Linked DNA regions of Mus musculus: regions 1, 2, 4, 5 and 6 are each linked to region 3. Evidence: chromatin contacts called from public Hi-C, HiCAR-type and HiChIP or PLAC-seq data. All regions are on one chromosome and are shown on one strand. The core of a region is the stretch at or near the end of the contact, and the rest is flanking DNA. Distances in the headings are between cores, read along the strand shown. Region 1 holds the start of Chd7 (chromodomain helicase DNA binding protein 7). Region 2 overlaps Asph (aspartate-beta-hydroxylase). Region 3 overlaps Gm50597 (a long non-coding RNA gene). Region 4 overlaps Chd7 (chromodomain helicase DNA binding protein 7). Region 5 overlaps Asph (aspartate-beta-hydroxylase). Region 6 has its middle 19 kb from the start of Gm8273.

Evidence for each region. Hi-C and Micro-C count contacts between places; a contact is called where the count stands out from the background. HiCAR-type assays count read pairs that join an accessible place to other places. HiChIP or PLAC-seq counts read pairs in DNA pulled down with a chosen protein or histone mark.
Region 1: a contact with region 3 is called in an H3K4me3 HiChIP or PLAC-seq map of bone marrow-derived macrophages, with 5 times the contacts expected there. The contact joins the promoter of Chd7 here to the enhancer-like site in region 3. A contact is called at or near these places in 20 of 39 promoter capture datasets (the 3T3-L1 cell line, 3T3-L1-derived adipocytes, the C10 cell line and 12 more), 1 of 484 Hi-C or Micro-C datasets (bone marrow-derived macrophages), 16 of 115 datasets of contacts at active chromatin or transcription factors (Th17 cells, bone marrow-derived macrophages, craniofacial prominence and 10 more) and 3 of 9 other capture datasets (embryonic stem cells, liver and macrophages).
Region 2: a Hi-C map of cerebellar granule neurons shows a contact between it and region 3, with 2.5 times the contacts expected there. The contact joins two enhancer-like sites. A contact is called at or near these places in 10 of 39 promoter capture datasets (the 3T3-L1 cell line, 3T3-L1-derived adipocytes, HPC-7-derived erythroid cells and 5 more), 2 of 15 datasets of contacts at CTCF or cohesin (both in the NIH/3T3 cell line), 59 of 484 Hi-C or Micro-C datasets (B cells, the C2C12 cell line, the CH12 cell line and 38 more) and 22 of 115 datasets of contacts at active chromatin or transcription factors (the NIH/3T3 cell line, PVALB interneurons, VIP interneurons and 18 more).
Region 4: an H3K27ac HiChIP or PLAC-seq map of microglia shows a contact between it and region 3, with 11 times the contacts expected there. The contact joins two enhancer-like sites. A contact is called at or near these places in 5 of 115 datasets of contacts at active chromatin or transcription factors (bone marrow-derived macrophages, embryonic basal ganglia, large pre-B cells and 1 more) and 1 of 9 other capture datasets (embryonic stem cells).
Region 5: an H3K27ac HiChIP or PLAC-seq map of microglia shows a contact between it and region 3, with 5 times the contacts expected there. The contact joins two enhancer-like sites. A contact is called at or near these places in 1 of 15 datasets of contacts at CTCF or cohesin (large pre-B cells), 1 of 115 datasets of contacts at active chromatin or transcription factors (microglia) and 1 of 9 other capture datasets (embryonic stem cells).
Region 6: a contact with region 3 is called in a HiCAR-type map of Th17 cells, with 7 times the contacts expected there. The contact joins two enhancer-like sites. A contact is called at or near these places in 1 of 39 promoter capture datasets (the C10 cell line), 3 of 15 datasets of contacts at CTCF or cohesin (embryonic stem cells and large pre-B cells), 10 of 484 Hi-C or Micro-C datasets (B cells, the HL-1 cell line, the N1E-115 cell line and 3 more), 2 of 115 datasets of contacts at active chromatin or transcription factors (Th17 cells and embryonic basal ganglia) and 1 of 9 other capture datasets (embryonic stem cells).

Annotation. Positions count from the first base shown.
Region 1 is chr4:8,688,825-8,692,796 of GRCm38.p6, forward strand. Chd7 (chromodomain helicase DNA binding protein 7) reads left to right here and starts at 1,582. Exons shown (of 38, transcript NM_001277149.1): 1 at 1,582-1,951.
Region 2 is chr4:9,513,711-9,517,924 of GRCm38.p6, forward strand. It overlaps Asph (aspartate-beta-hydroxylase), which reads right to left. Exons shown (of 24, transcript NM_023066.3): 18 at 3,926-4,024; 19 at 879-968. Among named protein-coding and RNA genes, the nearest start is that of Asph, 150 kb to the right of the region's middle. Within about 2 kb of position 1,266, at least 8 of the 459 cell types and tissues checked have an H3K27ac peak or open chromatin away from gene starts, as enhancers often do. A contact at or near this core is called in cerebellar granule neurons, where this site is marked.
Region 3 is chr4:9,132,034-9,135,622 of GRCm38.p6, forward strand. The region is part of intron 1 of Gm50597 (a long non-coding RNA gene); the gene reads left to right. Gm34288 (a long non-coding RNA gene) reads right to left here. Exons shown (of 4, transcript XR_881105.2): 2 at 3,431-3,491. Among named protein-coding and RNA genes, the nearest start is that of Gm34288, 8.8 kb to the right of the region's middle. Within about 2 kb of position 1,873, at least 41 of the 459 cell types and tissues checked have an H3K27ac peak or open chromatin away from gene starts, as enhancers often do. A contact at or near this core is called in the N1E-115 cell line, Th17 cells, bone marrow-derived macrophages and 2 more, where this site is marked.
Region 4 is chr4:8,708,133-8,712,110 of GRCm38.p6, forward strand. All of the region lies in intron 1 of Chd7 (chromodomain helicase DNA binding protein 7), which reads left to right. Among named protein-coding and RNA genes, the nearest start is that of Gm46841, 7.1 kb to the right of the region's middle. Within about 2 kb of position 2,554, at least 48 of the 459 cell types and tissues checked have an H3K27ac peak or open chromatin away from gene starts, as enhancers often do. A contact at or near this core is called in microglia, where this site is marked.
Region 5 is chr4:9,628,773-9,632,663 of GRCm38.p6, forward strand. The region is part of intron 3 of Asph (aspartate-beta-hydroxylase); the gene reads right to left. Among named protein-coding and RNA genes, the nearest start is that of Asph, 38 kb to the right of the region's middle. Within about 2 kb of position 2,004, at least 105 of the 459 cell types and tissues checked have an H3K27ac peak or open chromatin away from gene starts, as enhancers often do. A contact at or near this core is called in microglia, where this site is marked.
Region 6 is chr4:8,664,638-8,668,765 of GRCm38.p6, forward strand. No RefSeq gene overlaps it. Among named protein-coding and RNA genes, the nearest start is that of Gm8273, 19 kb to the left of the region's middle. Within about 2 kb of position 2,789, at least 126 of the 459 cell types and tissues checked have an H3K27ac peak or open chromatin away from gene starts, as enhancers often do. A contact at or near this core is called in the N1E-115 cell line, Th17 cells and bone marrow-derived macrophages, where this site is marked.

The DNA.
Region 1 (3,972 bases), core at 332-2,831, 440 kb before region 3:
ACTTGGAGCCTAAACGTTATACTTTCATTAAATGTAGAGGTCATATTATTTAGCTTGTAAGTTGTCTTGAAATAGATGCGAGTCTGACAAGTGAGATTCCCCCCCAAGTATCTATGATAGTTTTACTTTGAGGGATATAAACTTATTATAAGTGGAAGACTTACATTAGATTTGTGATTTTTGGTTTATGATACTGGAGCTATAAAAAAGTAGATTTTCAATGTCACATTTTTTTCCCTGTAGTGTTAATGTTTTCTTCTGATTATCTGTAAACTATTTGATGACTATGTTTCTTTTAGAAATCCAACTTATGGCGAAAGAAAACCAGAATCAATGCACTTAAATAAGCAACAATTGTAAAAAAATTTTTTAAAAAAAAGAGTAAAACTATTTCTATTAGGAGATAGATGTCTAACTGATTAAGCTGCAGTATAAATGAAGCAGTTTTGGCAAGTCATTTGTCCATATAAAACTGTGTGATTCTAAGCTCAGTAGTAGTACAACCATCAGTGGGCCAGATTAGCATGCTTTGCCTTTTCTCTACGATTTTTGAGTTCAATAGCACTTACACAGCTGTCATAGCTGGCTGTATAACCTCCTTCCTTATTTATAAGTGAGTGCAGTCTTTAGCCTAATAAAACCATACTGGAGTTTACAATTGTTGACCGTTTATAAATCTGCTCCGTGTTTCACACACAAAAGATGCTTAGTAAATGTTTAAATATCTATTACACAAGAGGGAAACTAATTTAAAAAATGTCTTCAAGGTTAATATTCATCTTGTACCGGAAAGAGAAATGGGCAAGAAGGTCGGCTATTCAAAGCTGGAAGATGATATTTAGTGCCACATTGGCGAAGGAATGATGAAAACACTCCAGTTCTGACACGTTTAAAAATGGGCACACATCCTATTTCTTTGTTTCATAACCATTGCGCTATCCCTTCGTTTTTTGGCATGCTAACAAATTCAACTAAAATCAATGCTCTCTAGTTAAAACTTTTTGATTTAGTGGCAGATCCCGCTGTCCTATCACCGAGGACGTCAGTTAAAGCCAAGTGGTGAGGCAGGGATGGATCTATTTGAAAGGAAAGGCGTCCATCCTAGGTATTTCGTGTGGGAAAATCATCTCAAGTTGAAGGATAATTACAGAAGAGACACCCAAACACCCCTAGCCTCCTCGGTCCGCACCGGGCTGGCCACCCCTCGCGGTGGCGGGGGGTCACTACGGGCTCCGGGCCTCCGCTTCCTGCCCCAGGGCGGCGCACCGCGGCTCCGGGAAGGTGCTGCGCGGAAACGTGGCACCCTCTGCACCCGCGCGAGAGCGCTGGCAGCAGGCGGCCCGAGAGGCTGCGGCGGCCGCGCACCGGGACCGACACCCGCCCGCTGCGCCGGCGCCCGGCGGGACGGGAAGGGGCGGCCGCCCGCGCCGCGCCGCCCCCTTCTCTCGGCCTCTCCGCGGCCTCCGCCACCCCGGCCGAATTCTTGCATAAATTATGCCAGGCGCGCCTGACGTCAGGTGGCGGCGCGCGGGCGCGGGCGCGCCGCGGAGAGAGCCGGCCGCGGGCGCGCGCGGCCCGGGAGGCTCGTGCGCGCGGCGTGCAGGGCGCGCGCAGGCGCTGGCGTGCTGGGGCCGCGGCGGCGGCGGCGGCGGCGGCGGCAGCGGTGGCGGCGGCGGCGCGGGGGTTGAGCCGTGGTGGTGCGGACGCGCTCGTGCTCGGGAACTATCGGATTAAACTTGAATCGAGTGGAATTACACAAAGGAGCGCCGCGGAGGAGGCGGCCCGGGGACCCGGAGACCCCGCAACTCGCCAGAGCCCCGTCCGCGCGCGGCCAACTCCGCGTCCGTGGATCAGCCCCCGGCCGCGGCCGCCGAGCCAACTCCGGAGCCGCTCTGCGTTTTGTTCCCCACGGCGCGCGGCGGCTGACTAGCCCGAGCGAAGGAGCGAGCCGGTGAGCGCAGACTTCCCCGGCGCCCCCGGGAGGGGCGGCGGCAGGAAACCGTGCCGGGCCGCGGCCGCGCGGAGTTGCGAGAGGGGAGTTGGGCGTGTGCGGGGCGCGGGGAGAGGTGCGCGGGGGCCGCGGTCGGCAGGAGCGTAGCGCCGCCCGCCCGGTCGCCTGCGTTGCTGCCGCCGGGGCCCGAACCCGCGGCCCGAGCGCCGCCCCGCGCCCCAACTTTTGCCTGCGTCCGCGGGGCCGGCGGCGGCGGGGGCGCGCGGGGCGGCCGAGGGTCACTTCCTCGCATGTAAATGGCTTTTTGTTGTGCTGCCGGCGTCGGGGGGGACGGGGACAGGAGGGAGCGTGTCTGCGCTCTGGGGAGCGCGAGCGCGTTTCCTCCCGCCGGCACCGAGCACGAGTTGCCGGCTGCGTTCGAGAGAAAAGGGAAGGAGGAAAAAGTTGGGTTCCAACTCCGGCGCGAGCGGCGGCGGGCGCGCGGGCGCGGGGCGCTGAGCGCGGGGCTCGGGGACGGCGGCGCCCCCCGCCTCGCCCCCGCCCCCCGCTCCGGCCCGACCACGCCGCGCTCGCCGGGAGCGGCGGCCGCACCGGCGCGAACAAAGTGCGTCCCTGCGGGCGCGGCGGCGCTAGCCCGTGCGGGGACGGCCACGGGCGAGGTGGGTCGGCGGCAGGGAAAGTGCGCGGGGCGCCGCGTGGGGCGGGGGCGGGGGTGGCGCGAACACGCGGCGCGGGGGGCGTCCCGAGCCCAGCCGGTGGCGGCGGCGGTCGCAGAGTTCCGAGCCCGCAGCTAGGGGTTCCTGGGGCTCCCCGGCAGCTCCCAAGTGCGCGAGGACGAGAAGAAAGGGAGCCGGGCTGGGGCGAGTGCGGGCGGGCGACCGGGGGACCCCACCTTGCCGAGCTGGCCGGGCCGCCAGCGGCGGCATAATAGCGACTTTAATCCGCGATCCCAACTCGCGTCCCCGCTCCCCTCCCCCCAGCCTGTCGGGGGTCCGGGCGGGGGCGGGGGTCGCCAGGTGGCCCCGGAGCGCCGGGGTTACGCGGTGGCCCCGCGGAGAGCCGGCTCGGGGCGCGAGCGGCCGAGGTGGCTGGAGGCCGAGCGGTCAGCGAGAGAGGAAGGAGGGTGGCGGGGAACGCGTTGTTTGTTTGCTTCGCACCGGGGACAGGGCTCGCTGGGGGCGCGGGCGGGGCGCGGCGGGGCGCGGTGCGGGGTGGGCGAGGCGGCGCGGGTTGAGTGGCACGGGGAGGGGGCGGCCGGTTGGCGGGGGACTGGTCAGGAGGCTCCGGGGAAGGAGCCGCTGGCCCCGAGCAGCCATCATTCCCGAGTCGCCTTTCTCCGGATGGCTCTGCCTCGAGGAGCCTTGCGCCGTGGGAGCGCACCCCAAACTCTGGCCCGGTAGCCCGCTTTGTGAGCGCCCCCGTGGAGCCGGCGGCCCGGGAGGAGCTCCGGCCCGGCAGCGCGGTTCTCCCTGGAGGTCACTTTTAGAGACTGTTCACGCCTGGGTTTTAAACTAGTTTTTTTTTTTTCCCCCTTCTTCTTCCCTCTTCTGAACAGACAATGGACAAAAGAAAAGTAGCAACCCACATGGAGAGTTTCCTTTGAATTGCTAGAATTAGATACACTATCCAGTTCTCCACTTGCTAAGTATACTTTTTAGTTTCCCATTGTGTATTATCTAGCAATCGATTTAAATAACTTACTTAAACTGTGTCTATCCTCTGAGCTGGATCTCTGAATATATTAAATATTTTTAAATAATTTTGTGAGCTCTGGTTTTTATTTTTTTTTAAGATTTTAAATTGAAGCCGTCTTTGCAGTGGGTGACACCTTCCTAAGGGGCCCACAGTTACTTTCCCTCAATTCTCTTTCTGTAAGAGGGGGAATACTCATCATACGTGTGATAATCAGTGGGAGAAAAATACATCTCTTTATTTCCTCACAGATCTGTTCTAACGATGACAAAAAAATCTTAGTGGCAATGACCCAGAAGCTCCGTACCTGATTTATTCCAGTTATAATT
Region 2 (4,214 bases), core at 16-2,515, 380 kb after region 3:
TATGAAATCTAGAAATTTGAAGCTGCATTGTCCTTAGGTGTCACATATGAAGGGCAGTGGTTACAAAGGGTCACTGTTGTGTTGGTGTTTTTATCTTCAGACTCTGAAGACAGCTGAAGTAGAATTTCTACAGTGGTATAGGGCGGAAGAGGTAGGCCTTGTTTATTGGCAGGCAAATCATGGGGGTCATAAAAGGGCTAGAAATCTGTGGTACATGACCTCACGACTGATGTCATGTTTACACAGGCTGACAATTGTACGCAGGAGAAAGGTAATGATCAGGAAGAAAATTCACTTGTTTCAGTTACTGCATCCATGCATGTTTGCGTTGGTACCTGCCACTGCCCTGGCTATAAATGTTCAGCTTAAATTGAAAATGAAAAGTACATGGTTAAACGTTAAGACCACTATGCTAAGGATTAGTCAAATAGTTGGTTCTAAAAATGACTACTGCAGAAATTCCAAAGTAAAACATTAAATATGTAAATGGTTTTAAAAATTAAATCAATTTTAGAGAACTCTGTATTTCTTAATTTCAACTATACTTTTCAAAGGCAATTATCTTTTGCTACACACATAGATACACTCGCTCAGATGCACACACAGACACACACACACACAGACACACAAACAATCACAGATACACACACAAACACACCCCCCCCCAAAAAAGAGGCGCTTTTCAGATTACACATCTGAAAACACCAACTGGAAAAAATAAACTGTAAAATCCAAATCCCAAAGATCTTGTAAGAACATTGGCTTCATAAGTTACGCTAAGAACGTTTGTAAAGTTCTAACTGATTCCCAGCAGTAAAAGTCCCCACCCACTAGTTTATCATCTATTGGAATAAAGTCACAAACCCAGTTAATCGTACCTCTTTGTTCCCGACCCTCTGCATGGCATCCCCCAAGTGGAAGTAAAACCGGCCATCATCCGTGCCAGGGTCCCCAGATTCGATTCCTTCCTGGAAAAGGACAGTGTTACCATCTGTGAAGGGTGACATTTGGGGGTCTCATCCCTTGACCTCTGTAGATTTTCCTTATTTATGAACAAAAACATCTCATAGGAAAACATAAGACCTTGAAAATTTTGTCTCATTATTAAAAGTAGATGATGAGTTTGGTCCACATTTTACATGTAAACATAAAATGAGATAATCTAAACTTAACGACAAGGTTATCATTAACCGCTAGTGGACTAGCCCAGGAATTAGCAAGCACGCTGTACTGCCACAGGGGAGCTATCATATTCCAGGGCTGCAGATGGTTTCCCTGGCTGGGTTTTTCCACATTGACTTTGCTCTCCAAGTCTGACCATATGCCACCTACAGTCTTTTATTCCTGAACCCAAACACTGTTTTGCTTGTGTTTCAAGGGATGACAGTGTGAGTGTACGTGACAGTCCTTTCTACCCTAAACAAATGTGCCACAAGCAGCTAATGAAACTTCTTACTAACATTTACAGGATTCAAGCCAACACCAACTGGAATCTTGACACAGGTAATTTTTACTGAACAGCTTCTATTATGAATTGCTCTGCTCTTCCCTCTCTCCATAAAAGCACTGGAAATGAGATTCTTATTGTAAAACGGGAAGAGAAAATACTGAGACTGAATATGGAAAAGAAAAAAAAAACAAAAATGTGAAATAGTTTAATGGCAGGTATTCTTTTCATAAACGACATCTTTGAGGCTGCCCCAGGAAAGGCTAGCAAGATGGCTCAGTGGGTGAGGGCACTTGCTGCCAAGCTTGATGACCTGATTTTCATCTCCAGGTCCCAAATATTGCAAGGAGAGAGCCAGGTCCTGTAAGTCATCCTCTGACCTCTAAGTACATGATGTGGATGCACATACACATGAGTACATACCCATGGTTATATATATACGTATATGTGTATATATACATATATGTGTGTGTGTATATATATCTATTTTATCTCACAAATGACATTTCTTCTGAGAAAAGATAATGACCATATATGTTTTCTATTCTTTCATATATATACATATCTGAGAACATTACATAATATATTTCATATATAATATTATATCATTACTATTAATTATTTAATTAATATAATATCAATAAAATCATTAATATTGCAGTAGCATTAATATTAATAGTATAATGTTGTACTTTATGATATTATATATAATATATCATTAAAATTGTATATTTAAGTAACATTAATTAATATTATTAATATTGTCATATTATTAGTATTAATAAAACCATATTGTATTATGTATACATATTATAATATTAAGATTAATAATATAGTGTTATATGTATAAAATGCAATATATAATATATCATGTTCATATATATGTATATATATGAAAGAATAGAAAACATATATGATCATTATCTTCTCTCAGAAGAACTGCTATTTGTACAGTCTTGGAAAATAGCCTCTAACATAACAGACTGACAGCCGGGCGTGGTGGCTCACGCCTTTAATCCCAGCACTTGGGAGGCAGAGTCAGGCGGATTTCTGAGTTCGAGGCCAGCTTGGTCTACAAAGTGAGTTCCAGGACAGCCAGGGCTATACAGAGAAACCATGTCTCGAAAAACCAAAAAACCAAAAGCCAAAAACAAAAAACAAACAACCAAAACAAACAAAAAACAGACTGACTGGTGTAGAGTATCCTTATTTGTTAAATGTCTGCCCTAGCTCTTGCTTGCTTGCCCACTGTTGTACCTAGAAGAATACTATCAGGCCTCCAGAATTGAAGACAATGTGAGCGCACTTTAAGCCAGACCAATGCACATGCCCACACAGCCCTGGTAAAATGGAAAGGTCTGCAGTGTCTGATGACAGGCAGGGCAGATGGGAATATAAGCCATCTAGAGGGGCATCATGCTCAGCACTATGCCCCAGGGTTGTGGGCCAGATAGGAAGCTAGAAGTGTGCCTGACCACACACAGTGTGGGCATTCTTAAGACAGGCAGCAATTGCAACAATAAGCATTGTTTGAAGAAGTCACAGAAGCCAGCCATACTGCTATCATAAAGGGGGTTCAAAACTCTCATGCATACATGAGCTATGTATACAGCAGCTCTCCTTTACAGTGGGTCAAACTTTTAGCCATCATATTGTTCCTACTCAAACAAAAGCAAACTAAACTTAAACTTTAATTCCCTTCCTCAGTTACAGTAGCCATGGTTTAGATATTCAGTGTGTGAACAATAAATATAAGTGATCTTTCTTTTTTCTTTCCTTCCTTCCTTCCTTCCTCTCTTTCTTTCTCTCTCTCTCTCTCTCTCTCTCTCTCTCTCTCTCTCTCTCTCATGAACTATCCACACTGCAGTTTAATATGGTAGAAAACGCAATAATATATTTTAAGATTTTGAGTCATTAGCCCTAAGGTGTTTTTCAAATAGTGTCTGCTCAAGCTGTTATTGTTGTAGGCTGAAGTGTCTCCTGCATGCCTCTGTGCTTCCGTCTCCAGCATGAGGTACTGTTTGGGAGTTTGTAGAACATTGCTTGCAGAACTCTCTCACCAGGGGTGGGCCTTGACGGTTACTCTGCTCTACCCTCCACTCTTGGTCTTTCATTAGTGCTCATAGACCAAAACTGAACAATCTACTGTCACATGTTCCTGCCACTTCGAGCTCTGCTGTGCCATCCCCACAATGAAACACAGCACCTCCCAGAAACTAAGAACCCAAATCAACCTTTCCTTACATGGTTTCTGTTGAGAATTTTGGCAACCATGATACCAAAGTAGCTCATGCAGTTGGGGTCTCTCCCTGACATTCAGTCAGGTGTATGAACTGCCTGAGATACATGCACTCTGAGGCTAGGAAGACTCAGTGAGTCATGCCAATCAGTTAGACGCCATAACTGGAAGCCACAACCAAAGGGGACCTCAGAGGACTCCGGGAAGAGAGTATATGGGAAGGAGACCATGGCAGCTACCTTTAAGTAGGGAATGCTCTCAGATATCTTGTTCTGTGCCTTCAGGATGAAGCCGTAATGCACTTTAGCGAAGCCATCATTTGGTGTCACATTTAGCACCTGAATTCAAAGAAAGCAAAGAGTGACTGTGCTAGAGAAGAGACTGTAGAAGTGACTGTCACAACAAATCCTAGTTAGTTCTGCCATACTCGGGGTGGATCAGGATGTTACAGCTTCAAACACTGTGGGAGCGTCTTGTCTCACCGCTACCATTAAACGAAACAAACCCATGGCCAACCAACTCAAGATG
Region 3 (3,589 bases), core at 623-3,122:
GAAACACTCATAGCTTCCCGTGCTTGCTTCACCTGAAATTGCAAGAACATGACCCGGTGACATAGGTTAAGACACACTCCCCCCTCTTTTGTCTTAGAAAAGTTAAATCGTCTGTCAGGTCTCCCTAATCACTACTATGGCACGGTGGGACAGAGCAATGAGGCTCATCCCCCTTGTGCCCGCAGAAGGTGGCAAGGGTGGGCCTTCTGTGTAGGCTGGGAACAAAGCTCTTTAATTGTGTCTCCCAGTTCTGACTATGACCCGGTGAGGCTGGAAGCTCTAAGGGATCTGGATTCTAGGAGGGTCTCAGTATTAATGCACCATGTTTGAGAGATGGGATGATCCACCAGGACCCCCCAGTGAGGAAGTGCAAGGTCCTTTGTCCATCAGTAGCCACACCCCACCCCTGCTGTCTTTGGATCTCTTTTCACAGCAGAGGAAGCTTTCTAGTGAAGAAACACAAGAAGGGAGAGCAGGGACATCAGAGGCTGAGTTTGAGTCTTGGGTGTGGGTGTGTTCTCAGGGGCGGGGCCTCAGACACAGGATGAGATTCATCTGAGCCTCTCGCTGTGTCCACACTTAGACGCTGCCTGTCTTTCTACTTCGTCCCGAGGCCTTAGAAGGGATACATGCTAGCTGGACCTTGCCTTCCAAAGATCCACTGTTGGAAACTCACATCCTAAATTCACATGTGGATAGCCTTTAGGTGTGCGGCCTTGGGGCGGGGGTGGGGGTGGGGGACAAAAGGAAGGATCCTGTGCTGGACCGTGTCAGCTGGGAAGATCTTCCAGTGAGCACTATTGCGCTCTTTGGTGTTGTGAGTTCCTCTACCACGTTGGAAGCAAGACAGCCCCTTGCCAAATGCTGGCACATTTACATTGGAATTCTAGCTTCTATAACTTCAAGAAATGATTTTTTCCTGTTTATCAATTACCCACTCTGTCCTATTCTGTCCTAGCAACAAAATGAGTCTGAAGCAGAATGTAAGACGTTAGCACACAAAATCCACAGTTAAGTTTTCCTTTTCCTGAGCTGTCTATTAACTTCGGCAATATCCTTTCGTTGTGTGCCCAGTGCACTGATGTGGCCCTCCTGGGTCTTCAGTGTTGCCGACCTGTCAGCCTGGATCTCTGCCACGTTCCCGAGCCTCTGGAATTGCTTTCCCCCTCTCCTCCAATGATAGCCTCCCTTTTCAGGGCTAAGCTCAGTGCTACCTTGCCATCTAATTAAAGTCTGATGCTCTAGGTGAACCTGACAGGCCAGAGACTTCCAAGTTTAATTGCTTTGCCCCTTCCAACTCCCAGTGGAGCCCAGCAAGCTTTAGCTGGCAGGTGGAAGCAGACGGCCGGGGCTAGTAGGCACATCTGAGACTTCCTGCAATGAGACGTCTCCCCCTGCCTTTATTTACTCTAGTGATGAAGATGTAGGGATTACTCAAGTATGACTCATGTTCCGTGCTAGTTCCAGGAGCTATGAAGGTGAATCAGATGGTGCTGACATGCAAGCAGCTCAGAGGAGGAGAGCAGATGGACACATAAACAGACTATTAAGCAGCTCCGTAGAGTTATAACGAAGAAAGGGGTATTTGGGACATGCAGAATAGACGTCTAAATCAGTGGGACTAGTAGAGAAGATGCTTGGGGGAAAGTCTGAGTCCTGAAAGACAAACTAATATGTGAGGCAAGAGAGGGCCAGCTCCATGCAAGGCAGCGTTACCAACAGCAGCAAGTCAGACCCAGGCATATTTTTTGAAACTCAGAAAACCATAATCTGGCCTGTTGTTTTGAATGGGAATTTCCCCTGCAGCCTGGGATTTTTGAACACTTGGTTCCCAGTAGACAATGCTATTTAGGGAGTTGTAGCCTTGCTGGAGGAAGTATGTCATTGGGGGCGGGTGGTAAGTATTTATAGCCTTGCCCCACTTACAGTTTGCTTTCTCTGGTCTGTGCTCATGGTTGAAAATGTCATCTATCCAGAATGCTAGCCACTTGCAGCCATGCCTCTCCACCATGAAGAACTCATATCCCTCTGGAACTATATAAGCCAAAATAAATCCTTTCTTTCATCAGTTTTTTTGGTCTTGGTGCTTTATCACAGCAACAGAGATCAAGAGTGTGGTGGCTCAAGTCTTTAATCCCAGCCATTGGGATGCAGATATAGATAGATCTTCATGAGTTCAAGGCCAGCCTGAAATACAGACTAGGTTCCAGGACAGCCAGGGCTACAACTTGAAACCTTACAGAAGCAAAATGAAACAAAACAAAACAAGGCACGAGAACAGAAAAATACCTGGTTTGTAGAGTTTGGAGAGTGTTTACGGTGAGGCTGACCTCATATAACTCAGAGGCAAAATTTTCACTTGTAATTGCCGTCTTCTTCTTTGTTAGACAGGTCTACAACTAGCCCAGGCTGGCCTCTAAGTTGCTATGAAATTGTGTCAACCTTGAGTAGTTTCAGGCCTCTACTACCCAAGCTCTGGGATTACAGACGTGTACCACCATACTCCGTTGACACCTGGTAATTTTAATCAGTTTATGAGGAATCCTTAAAAGCACTCACTGAATAGCCGGGTTTAGTTGAACGTATAAGGCTTTCTTCAATGTCATAATAAGAACAGCCTGTTAGTTCACTTGTTCAACGCAGATCTCTTTGCCATAATGTGGAGGATGGGCCTGAGAAAGCCAGGACTGAAGGCTGGGATGCCTGGCAGCTACCAGATGTGGCTATGATTGGACATGGAATGGAGAGGGAGGGTTGCTGAGACCTTCCCCCAGGCCAGCTCCAGTGGAGGCAGAGAGAAGATAGTATACCCTTTAATCATGAAGGGCACATTCTAAGACCCTCAGAGGAAGCCTGAAACTATTCATCCTACTGATACATATATCCTTAGGTATATTTAATATATTTCTACATATACACACCTAGGTCAAAATTTAACTTATAAATTAGTAAGTTAAATCTATAAATTAACCTACAACAAGGTTCAGGAAAAGGTTAACGAGAGCAGTAAGACAGAAAATTACAACAAACGTTAATAGTCATTTTCTCTTGTTTTCTAAATGTCTTTCTGAAAGTGTAGATCTTAACAATGTTACTAGACGTTTTGTTCTTTTCTTATTAAGCTTATTATTATAGCACCTTCCCATTTATCAAAAGCACTTTCCAACTTGTCTTTGGCACGCCTAAATTCCTAGCATTGCCTGTCTTGCTCGAAGGGGTTGTTGTACAAGTAAATTTGGTTTACTGAGCACAAACTTTGTGATACCTCAATAAGCGAGCTGAGGGTCACGTGAGTAACGGGAAGGTAGCCTATATAGTGTGGATACAGAGAACAAAGGTTCGATTCTCATTCCAGATAGGAAGGGACTGGATACTGTGAAGTGTCATTGCCCCACTTAGAATAGCATTCAATACAAAACGTACAACTTACTTATGTATGGAACTTTCCACGTAACATTTTCAGAACGTGGGTGAGGACAGATAATTGAAACCTGGAAAAGAAAGACTGCTGGAGTGATGTGGGTTGGGCTAGCTGAGTAGAGGGATTGGGTTCCCATTGTGAGGATTTTATGGGGCTTGTGGCTGGTGG
Region 4 (3,978 bases), core at 1,304-3,803, 420 kb before region 3:
CTCTGTTATCTTCTGAGGCCCACAGGAGTGTGAGAAGAGACAAGCAGAGACAAGGTTGCTGTTTGCCCTGAGTTAATCACCAGGAAGGGGCCAGTGGCTACCCAAAGCCCAAGCCACAGAATCCGGGCATAAACAGGTGTTTTGTTCCTATTTTTTCACTAAATTTAAAAAGGCGTCTGCTATGTTAAAATATTAAAAAAAATTTCTTTAAAAGTAATGACTTCTTAGTTTGCAATCACATTATTTTACATTTTTTTTCCCCACAGAGTAAAAGGAAACATACTTGAATGTATCTGAAACGGAAACTAAAGCCAAAAGGTTTGTCATTTTAATCACAGCTGGTATGGCGCCTTACCATACAGCCCCACCAGACAGCGCACAGCACAGCACAGCTTAGATGGTCTTGCTTCCACATGCTTCTGCCGGGCTACTAGATCCAACTCAGGCAGACAGCTCTTTATAGTGTCACTCTGCCAGATGCTGTCAATACATTGAGTACCATAAAACAGTGTCACCAGGATTGTCAAGAGTGATGACAAACTCTATTAAAACTAACACAGTAAAGCAAGAAATGTATTGCTAGCCACCGTGAATGAGGTAGGTATCTGAGTCTAGATGTAGGCGATAGCATTAAACAGTACTGTACGTGAGGTAGGGAAACAGCTCCTGTCTCACTTTAAGGTCAGTTACTAAGGAATGCAAAGCAAGAAGGGACCACTTAGATTTTTGCATCTCGGATAATCTGAGAGGACTGTGCATTAGCTGATGGATGGGTTAAGAATATAGGGTAGAGAGATGCTGGCATGGAGACCTGGGTTTGACTCCTTGGCACCCATGTGAACACAAGCATGGCTGTTCATGCCTGTACCCTAGCTTTGCAAGGTGGGACAGGTCCCAAGATAGCTAGCGGCCTAGCAGACTTCTGCTAAGAGACCCTGTGAAAAGCAAGAAAGGAGAGAGGACTAGAGGAAGACAGTGTCTTGTGGCTTCTGTGTGTGTGCACATGGGCATGCGTACCAGCATGCTGACAGGAACATGCCTCCTTATAACCGGTGCCTCTTCCACAAGAGAAAAAAAAAAGAGTATAGGGTAGATGGTCTCCTTCAGAGGCAAATGCGTTAGATATTCTTAGACATTCTTCCTCTGCCAGCCATAGAGAATGATTTCATGTAAAATGATAGTCATTTCAAGATTTCTAACATGTCTAATTAGAGGTTTTAAGAGGAAGCAGGGCATGGGTGCTGGAGCTGAAGGCTGCCAGGGCTCAAGGCATGGGATTGGTTTCTTTCTGTCCGGGGAATTGGGCTTGTGTATAAACAGGGTAGTGAGTGGGTCTTCCCCTTGTCTGGCATATACTAAGTGTTCATTGAATTGAGCCAGGACCAAGGCTTGGATGCCGGTGACCAAGGCATACTCAGAGGAGGTGGAGGATTGCTGGGCCTCAGTTGTCCTTAGGAAGCCTGGAGCTCGTGGTAAAGATGACCGTCCTACTTTTCAGGCATTGAAATGGGCAGTGCACAGTGAGGACAGCATCAGTGTTCTTGAAGAGAATTAGGAGACCAAGGGCGTGCTAACCAACCGTAGGACACCTCCTGCTTACATATCTGTCAGAGTCTTTCATTTCCCCTTTTGTCTAGTGAAATGTGGAGTGTGCTCAGCTAACCAGAAAAGCTGTGTATAATGTAAGAGGCCCTCCTTCAGCTCTGGTTTATACACAGTTAGCTATAGAACCACATATTTAATGCCACCCCAAAGTGTGTGACCACTCAGATGAACTCAGAATTTTGAAGTCACTTCCAGATTGTACTCACACTGATATCTTTTGTTGGGGGCTGGGAGACAGAGTCTCGCTAGGTAACTCTGGCTAGCCCAGAACTCATCATGTGAATCGGGCTGGTCTTAAACTCACAGAGGTCTGCCTCTGCCTCCCGAGTGTTTGGATTAAAGGCGTGTGGTACCACACCTGGCCTCACACAGTGATATCTTAACCATTGTTTCTGGTCCTGTAGAGCTAGGCCTGTTCTATGGCACCCACTCTTTTCATGTCTTTGTTTGTTTTGTTGTTATTGTTTAGAGACAGGGTTTCTCTGTGACACTGCCTTTCCTGGGACTTACTCTCTAGGCCAAGCTAGGTTCAAACCCTGAGATCTCCTGGCTTTGCCTCTGGAATGCTGGGATTAAAGGTGTGTGCCACCACCCTGGTGACTATTAGTCCTTTTGCCTGGGATTGACCTCAGATGTAAGCAGCCCATGTCTCCTCGCTGTGGGAGGAGCTTCTCCTTCTTCCTTCCCGGGGCCTCTCTGCTGCTGTTTCAGGGAGGAGACGACACAGAAATGAGACACAGAAATGAAAAGAAACAAATGCTTAAGGACCTAGTTCATCACCTGTGCCAAGCTCTGCTCAGTCCTCTTGAGGTACTCTCTTGGTATGAAATGGGATAGTGAAGTGGGCTTTGTAAAAAAAATTCTGTTTGTGTGCCCAGGGCTCAGTAGAACCTTAGGGGAAGCTTCTTGCCTTTGCACTGCCTGGGTCGGCTGGACTCCGCACTGGTCATTTTCCTGTGCCAAGGTTGTGGTTGGCTGGCTGACATGTGCTACTACCCAGCAGGCCTTGGAGTTGAGTGGTGGATGCTTTGTGAGGCAGCACACAGAATGTTAGAGATTGTGGGCTCTGTGTGAGGACCTGGTTCTTAGCATCCTTACCCATGTGATCTTGGGAAAGTTGCTTCATCTCTGAAGGGGACAGTGGTACCTGTGCATGTATTCTAAAGGAGCGATGAGAGGAAGGCCAGGGCAGTGGTGGTGCTGCTCTTGACATTGCCTTATAGCACAGGACTGTTCAGAGAGGTGGCCTCACGGATTTACAGCAGTCTGTCTGAATTGTGTCTTAGTGTTCGATGAGAGTAAGTTTTGTGCATACTATGTTTAGGCTAAAAATAATCTAATGGAAGGTGAACACAATGCATTATTTTCCAACATGAAATTGGGGTAATTCAGAATGTCATCTACAGTAGCAGCAATTCAAATAAATCAGCAGACTGCAGGTAAAATGCGGCTGGGGGTGAGGGGGAATGGGGATGAATGGATATGAATATATGAATGAATGAATATGTGAGTGAATGAATATATGAATGAATGAGTATATGAATGAGGGAATATAAATATGAATGAATGAGATTGGGTATGTCTTTATAGGTCGCAGCCCTGGGCTACTCAGTAGCTCTGAGAGAGTGTGTGTGAAATGCCCATGGGCCAGTTTGTTAGGGACGCAGGAAATGGGGACTATGGTGGACTAGATTCTGACTCTGAGTCCCAGCCTCTTGCAGTGATGGTTTTGTGTACCTGTACAAAGAAGCCCTGCAATCTTTGTATCTTTCATTTTACTTCCCAATGTAAGCGTTACTGTTAAGTGTATCACTGGTGAGTGGATTGATTTTGTTTGTTTGTTTGTCTGTTTGTTTGTTTCTTGAGACAGGGTTTCTCTGCGTAGCCCTGGCTGTCCTGGAACTCACTTTGTAGACCAGGCTGGCCTTGAACTCAGAAATCCACCTGCCTCTGCCTCCCAAGTGCTGGGATTAAAGGCGTGTGCCACCACTGCCCAGTGAGTGGATTGTTTTTTTTTTTTTTTTTTTTGCCCTGTGGCTGTATTGGGAGTTCTTTGTTGGGAATGAGGATTTTCCTAGAGAGTATAGCTTCTCTGTATAGTTGGATGTGAATGTGGAAAATATTTCAACCTTTCCCCCTTGCTTTAGCACTAATTTTTTCATACATGTTGAGGGCGCAAAAGTGGGAACATGCAGAAGTTTAAAAAACCCCTCCAGTTTCCCTTTCCTATTTAGTTCAAGCATTCTTTCTAACTTTGACCTGAGTGGTTACGACAACTGAATTCAGGTTGCGTATGTACTCCCCATCCATTAGAGCTTCTGCGAAGACGCGACTCCATTGAGCTGAGACCCTCTAGCTTGAGTTCTGGGAATA
Region 5 (3,891 bases), core at 754-3,253, 500 kb after region 3:
GTTTTTTAGATGCACTGATCGGAGGTGGTATAAAATTGTTGGCAAGTTACCACGCTTGCTTTACAGTTGGGAAGATGGGCATAATTAATTTCTGTACATATAATGTGCATTAGTATCATGACGATACAAAACCTGATGAGAAATTAATTACAAACGTTTTTAACACAGAAATTTAATTATTCATTCCTGACTAAAACCATCCACAGTTAGTAGTCATGGCACACAAACAAAACTGCTTTGAAAACCGTTTCTCAGCCATTTGGGTAAGTGACTTTTATTGTGTTTAGGACCTAAGGTTGTGAATTTAAAACAAACAACCATTGATTATTTCACAGCATTCAAATTCAAAATGAGTTTAGTCCTGAGCTGGAGAACTACAATGACTCTGAGAAGATGACTAAAGACTCCTCAGTCACTACGCTGCTAAGGCCTGAGCTGAAGTGCTTGCACCCTGGAGTGTAAGCAGCTTCTGACCAAGTCCTCACTGACAGTAAAACACTCGCTGGACACAAGAACGAGAAAAACTCCTAACAACCATTGAAGCTTGGGGAAGCCCTGGCCCATGAGTGGCACATGGAACCATGTACAAGAGTAGTGACATTAGAGAGAGAACTGCTGTGTTCTGATTTCAGGAACTCTACTTCAGCTGGCATTTCGTCATCCCAGAGCAAATGGCTGATGAAGGTAACTATGTAAAAACAGAGAATATCTGGGAATGATACTTAAATAAAACTGTCTGAAACTCCAGTGTACTCTGGTTTAAAACACATGAAGACCCAAAGCTGAGCAGAATTTTAGAGGCTCTCAACGGGAGCTAGACACTTTGAGAGTCATTGGAAGGGCAGCAGTAAACCTGTCAGGTGGCGCACGGCTCAGTCACAAGGGTAGTCACTAACACGTCCTTTCAGAGATGGATGCATATAGAGCTAATAACTGATTTTTTTAATAACTGATTTTGTATTACTGAGGCGAACTCAGTTTCAAAAAGCTAAGACAAAGCTACTGCCGTGTTCATAGTTTGGGAAAGAATTTTTTCTCCTAAAAATGAAGGACCAGTTCAATAAATTTAATTTACAATTCTACACATTATATTATACATAACTCACAAATCAACAGGTAATAAGTTAGTAAAAAATGGAAAAGCCTAATTCAGGAAAGATAGTTTTAATATGTACAACATTCTGCAAGACGCACATTCACACTCTCCCTCTTTTATAATAGGGTGACCCCAAAAAAAGTTACAAATTACCTTCTCTAGATTTATATTTGAAAATAAAATTGAAAACAAATTCTGATTTCAGAAATGGACATATTCAAACCTATTAGTGTCTGAATTCAGAAACTTCACTGCCCTAAGGCAAAAACATAGGATTTTTAAATTATGTCAAAAGCACCATTAATACAGAACTTTAACAAGTTTGTAGGAACTTATATGACTAGTCAATTAACCTAAAGAAATTACAGATTAAAAAGTACCAGCTTCACTACACAGCAGGCAAGTTAAAGGTCAACAAAGGAGCATTCGCTGATTAGTCATGCCAGAAATATTGTTAGAATCACTCCCATTAGAACTATCATTAAAAGTATGAGAAAGACAAGCATCAAGGGTTAAGTACAACACAATTTCCAACTTAGTTCAGTGAATACATAAGTTGAGATAAAATGATACAGAAACCAATTATACTACCAAGAACATCATTTCCAATGCACTTTGTGAACAGCTATAGGAATGAGGAATACCACTTCCTTTCTGGGTGTGGAGGGAGCCAAGCGAGGGGCTAGCTAAGTGGCTGTGCTGGGCAGGATGATCAGGATCATATGGGTGGCATTATCTGAAGTCACAACTGCCCCACTGCACGTTGAGCCCTGCGTAAGCAAAGGAAGAGGAGGCAGCTCCGTTTTCCAACCCACTGCTTTTCAGTCCCTGAGTTGAAGTTACTGATTATGCAAATCCAAAATGACACAGGTCTTTCCCTGAACCCCTTCATTCTGTGACGTACCATCAACACCATCTGCAGTTTCGCTTTCTTCTTCCTCTTCTTCTAGCATTTCAAAAGGAGTCATTATATCATAGAGAAATGAGAGGAAACCATAAAACCAATCTGAACTCTCCTCCGCTAAAATAGTAAGGACTTCCTCAAGAGAATCAATATTTTCATTACTGCCATCTTTGGTCAGGCCTACATAAGAATAAAGGAAGAGAGAAAGAGAAAACAAGAAGAGCAGTTAGGTGGAAAAAGTTAAGCTTAGGCAGAGTGATCTCAAAAGGGGGGCGTATCATGGTCCCAGGTTTACAGAAAGGTAATGCGGAGAATACAGAGACCGGTACGAAGCACACCTCCAAGTCAGGCTTCAGTCCACCCAGCAAACCTCACGCTCCTCCCAGCTCATGAGCAGATCATCTTTTTCCTACTACAGTCTTGGGCAGGAAACCCTGCAGAGTATCAGCACACTCTGCAGACAGTGATAGGAGAAAGTGATACAGAGGGCAAAGCAAACACTTCCGACAGCCTCCCAATCTGCACACTGATGAGCCAGACCTGATCATACGCCCTGGAGTAAACTGCAGGTGCTCCGGAGTACATAAGCCAGCGGATTACAGCCTGCAGCATCTCATCTGGTATCCAGACGCTCAAATATGGTCATTCATATCAAACGCCTAACTCAGTTAGTGCTATACACTCTTACAACTTGTTCAAGGCCTTGTAAGTTAGAATGAGCTGATAAGAGTCCTCTCTGCCTACCTAGAAGAACCCCGAGGAAGGCTGAGAAGGCTCTAGCAGCCACTGGCAGGGGGGGTAGGGATAGGGGACAACCCTGACCCCTCTTCCTCTTGCCCATGAAAGAAGGCATTCTTACTGCAAAGATTCTTGTTCTCTGCTGTTTTCTAAGCACTGCTCCCAAACAGGACCCTCTGAATAGAAGAAATAAAGAGGTAAATTATTATGACCGTCTCCAGTGGGAAATGACCCGAAGTAGGGAAAGACCCTTGAGATGTAAAGTCAGTTCCCTATACACTGAAAGGCCCCAGAATTTGAGGAAGAAAAGCAGGTGGTAGTTATGACAGGAAGAAATATGTGCATCAGAATCTCCAGCGCCTTCGTAACCAAAGCCGGGTCATTTCAGGTCATTTACAACACAACTTCTCCATGTACCACAACTACCAGCAATACCGACATACAAGAGATAACAGAATCCTGGCTACCTGTCAAGCTTACAGTGAACTTCTCTGCTATTGTCAACTGAAGAACAGGCCCTATCAGTTTCCACATGTGAGGAGAGAGGAAAGACACAAACTGCAGTCAGTATTTAATCAGTTTTTGACAAGTCCCGGGCTTTTTCATTTAACTTGAGTCTCCCAATGCTATGAACAGAGATCTGCATTTCCACCCAAGACCTGTGAGAACGATACTTCTCCCCACCCTAAATACTACCACCGTGTATTTAGAGAAAACCCTTGCTGTGTTTCATTATCCTCTGTGCTCTAAGTGCTTCCTATTACTACATATAAAATAAGAAACTTCCGAGCTTCAGCATGGCAAGTGGCACTGAGCAGCAAACATTTGGACAATGACCTACCTACACGGCCTAGAGTTGTGTGTGTCCTGTATATGGATGTATATATTTGTGTGTGTGTCCTGTATATATTTGTGAACATCACATACTTGTGTGTGTGCATATGTGGTGTCAGAAGTTTCTGTCAAGCATCTTCTTCATGACCCAGCACTGAGCCTGGGAGGCCTTGAGGTTCACAGTGAGTTTGCCTTGAATGTGGGAGCCCAGGTAGGTGCCGAGTGAAGCAGCACAGGGTATCTCCCTAAAGGAGATCACTGAGTAGCAAGTCCTGAGGGATTCTCCTGTCCCCACTGCCTGAGGAGAAATGAACTGTTG
Region 6 (4,128 bases), core at 1,539-4,038, 470 kb before region 3:
GGACAGCCAGAGCTACACAAAGAAACCCTGTCTCGAAAAACCAAAAAACCAAAAAAAACAACAAAAACAAAAAATACAATAAGATAAAATAACAAACAAAGCAGAATAGGACAAAACAGTCAAAGGGAAATCACAGGAAACACATGTAGGTGCAGGGGACACACACAGAAGCAAACACGGCAAAGGAAAGCACAATGTATATGCAAAAAAACTATACAACAACAACAAAAAAGAATAAAACGAATACTCAGACAAAGCACTAAGGAACAGGGAACCTACAAAACTGCCATTGCGTTCATTTTGTGTTGGCCTTCTACTGCTGGCCGTGGGGTTTGTCCTTAAGAGCGGTTTCTATACCTAGTGAGAGTCCATTGAAAAGGGTAAGTTCTCCTTTGCAAGTGCTTATAGACTGCATAGCACTTCTCTAGGGATGGGGAGCTTGAGTGGTCACCCGTCTTTAATCCCAGCACTTGAGAAGCAGAGACAGCTGTGTGTCTGCAAATTCCATGTCTGCCTCATTTACATGTGAGTCCCTGGCTAGCTAGGACAGTGTAGTACAAACCTGCATCCAAAATAGATGGATAGGTAGGTAGATAGATAGATAGATAGATAGATAGATAGATAGATAGATAGATGATAGGTAGGTAGGTAGATGATAGATAGGTAGGTAAGTAGATAAAGATAGATTTGGTCTAATTGGTGATAATTTAGCTAAAATTTTGGTTCATTATGTTCTTACAAACATTGTCATCTTTTTATACTCCACAATAAGTTGCTAATTTAATACTTATACTAATTAAAACTAGGTTTGGCTGCAATATTAAAATAATATTAGTATAAAAAATAGAGGGCTGGAGACATGGCTCAGTGGTTAAGAGCACTGTCTGCTCTTCCAAAGGTCCTGAGTTCAAATCCCAGCAACCACATGGTGGCTCACAACCATCCATAATGAAATCTGGTGCCCTCTTCTGGAGTGTCTGAGGACAGCTACAGTGTATTTACATATAAATAAATAAATCTTTTTTAAAAATAGAACATTTTGAGGCAGATGATGGTGACACAGGCTTTAATTCTAGTTCTTGGGAGGCAGAGACAGGCAGAGGCAGCTGGTTTGAGTTTGAACTTAGCCTAGTGAACAGAGTGAGTTCCAGGACAGGGAAGGCTACACAGAGAAACCCTGACTCAAATACACACACACACACACACACACACACAAAAAAAGAACATTTATTGTTGTTTTGTTTTATGAAATAGTTTTCACTATGTTGCCCAGGCTAGTCTCCAACTTAGAGGTTCAAGTGATCCTCCTGCTTCAGCTTCCACAGCTGGGATAATAGATACAGCCTCACTAAGCCTTGGCAGAAAAACAATGTATCCCAGCCCCACACAAATTCAAGGCTCGAGTGGGCTTTGGTTTTTTTTTTTTAAGAATTATTTATTTTATGTATATGAGTACACTGTCGCTGTCTTCAGACACGTTAGAATTGGGTATCAGATCCCATTAAGATGGATATGAGCCACCATGTGGTTGCTGGGAACTGAACTCAAGACCTCTGGAAGAGCAGTCAGTTCAGATGGCTTAGCCAACCTCTAAGCCATCTCTCCAGCCCCAAGAGTGCTTTTCAAATGAGTCCCTATGCCATGTCTTAATTCCAGATCTGTGATAGAGGGGAAGCTAAGACACTAAAAGTCAAAATTCAACACCTGCCTTGGCAACTTAGTGAGATGTCTCAAAATATTAAGAAGTAAAAAGAGTGGGGGGTGTAGCTCAGAGGGTTCAATTAGCATGCATGTTTTTCTTCGGTTTTCAGGGAGGGGCAGAGGAAAAGAGGGGCAGGCACAGGGGTGGGGTAGGCAAATGTAGATTTCAATGTATCCTTCCCAACTCTTACCCTTATCAGAAGGCCACGCTCCATACTTCTGGAGCATTTTAGCACAAAGCAGGTGAATACGTTTCCAGATACAGGTTTTCCTGTCTTAACCGGCTCTTTGGCCTTAACATCAGGATGAGACAGACATGGTATGAGGTAGAGTGGAAATAAAGGCGATGAGTAGAGAGAAGAGAACAGTGTTTACAAAAAATGTTTCCCGTTCTAGCACTCCATGGGGCCTCTGCCTGTCGCAGGCTGTGTTTTCTTTGAGCTGTGTCTCCCCTTAGCTTTGGGGGCTGGGCTCTCTTCCAGCGCTAGTATCAGACAGCTGCAGTTCCACCTCCAGCAGCTGGGGGGCTCTATTCCACCACGGCCCACTCAGAGAAGCGATTAATTCTCACCCTTTTCCTGTCACATAAAGGAGGTGACTTCAAAGGCCACAGAACATTCTTCTCAACAGTACAGAGGGTATAGACTGCCACCTGCCTGCCCGTTTGACACTAAGGGGGCCCACCCTGTGCTGCTCTGGCCATCCTTGTTGTATGAAGCTGATTCTAACATCAGACACCTTCCACCAAGACCTCAGAAACCCAGCTCCCTTCCTTAACTCTCTCTGGATTTTTTTTTTCCAATCTCCCAGAGTTTTGGAGCAGGCTGCTGGACATCTCCCATCTCTACCTAGCTGAGGACAGTGTCTCCTGCCCCTCAACTCCCATCCTTCTGCAAAAGGGCTCCCTTGTCTTCGCTGCCCAAGTTCCTCGTATCCAAATAAGGAAGCACACAGCTTCCACTGTTCCCGTTGCCACTGGCGCTTCTTGCTTAATTATCTGTTCTCTGGTTGCATTCTACACATCATCATGAGCCGAACATGATGATGTCATCATTGACCTCCAGATGACCTCAGTGGACAAAGACCTTAGATTCCTCCATTCCACCGGGGCACCATTGCCACTTCCAATAGTTTTCTGTCGCACTATACACTCTAGACCTGTCCTCATTTCTCCTTCCTTCCTTCCTTCCTTCCTTCCTTCCTTCCTTCCTTCCTTCCTTCCTTCCTTTCTTTTTTCCTTTCTCTTTTCCTTTCTTCCTTCCTTTCTTTCTTTCTTTCTTTCTTTCTTTCTTTCTTTCTTTCTTTTTTTCTACTTTTTTAGACAGGAAAAAAGGAACTCACTATCCTGGAACTCACTTTATAGATCGGGCTGGCCTGGAACTCACAAACATTTGCCTCTGCCTCCAGGGTGCTGAAATTAAAGGTAAGCACCACCATACCTGGCTCTATGTCCTTATTTCTTGTGACCATTCTGTTGGGAAATAAAACACCCACACTGCCATTGGACATTTAACTTTGTCTTGGGTGGAGCATGGTGGGTTTGTGCATGGCTTCCTTTGGCACAATGAGTTCTATACGGTTGGCACAATTACTATCTCTGCCTCACAGGTAGGTAAGGATGGAGGATGCTGGCCTTGGAGTTCTTTGGAGGTAAGAGATGAGCTCAAGGTGACAAAGTTAGTAGGCCACAGCTAGACACAACCCCAGCACCGTGAAGTTTCATCAGAAAAGCTTCCTGCTCCTCTTCAAGAAGATGGTCGTTCAGATGCTCTGGGCTTCACCAACAGCCTTCCTCAGGACCCATGTCTGCACTGTCTCGCCACATAGGGAAGTACTGGACTTTCAAATGGCCTCATGAACTTTTTATAACGAAACAGAACATACACAAAAGTAGAAAGAAATGTGCAGTGTTGCCTCCCTCCCTGGGTATTATAAGTCCAACATACATCAATGTATGGCCTCTCTTGTCTGTGCTCCACCATTTCTTCACACTGTTAATGCAAGTCCCAGAGGTCACGTCAGTTCGGCTTTAAGCATAGTTATGTGTGCATGACAATCCAGCCATCACCAAACAGCACCTGGTCTTATAAGATCAAAATGGAGCTGAGAGAACCCTGATACCTATAATGTCATAGCCACCCTAAAAGTCTTAGCACATTATATCACTCTTGTATTTGTGGTGACACTGATGTAAATATACCTACCGGTCAAGTGCAGGAAGGCCCTGGGTTTGGTCACCTGCAACTGGAGGGAGAAAGGGAGGAAGGGAGGGAGGGATAGATAGATACTATCTTGGAGAGAGGAGACTGTAAAGGAAGATTTCAAGTTCACAACCCGTCTGGGCTTCTTTGAGAATAATGTCAAAAAAAAAAAAAAAAAAAAAAAGAGCCAGGTGTGCTGACATACACCTTTAATCCCAACACTCAG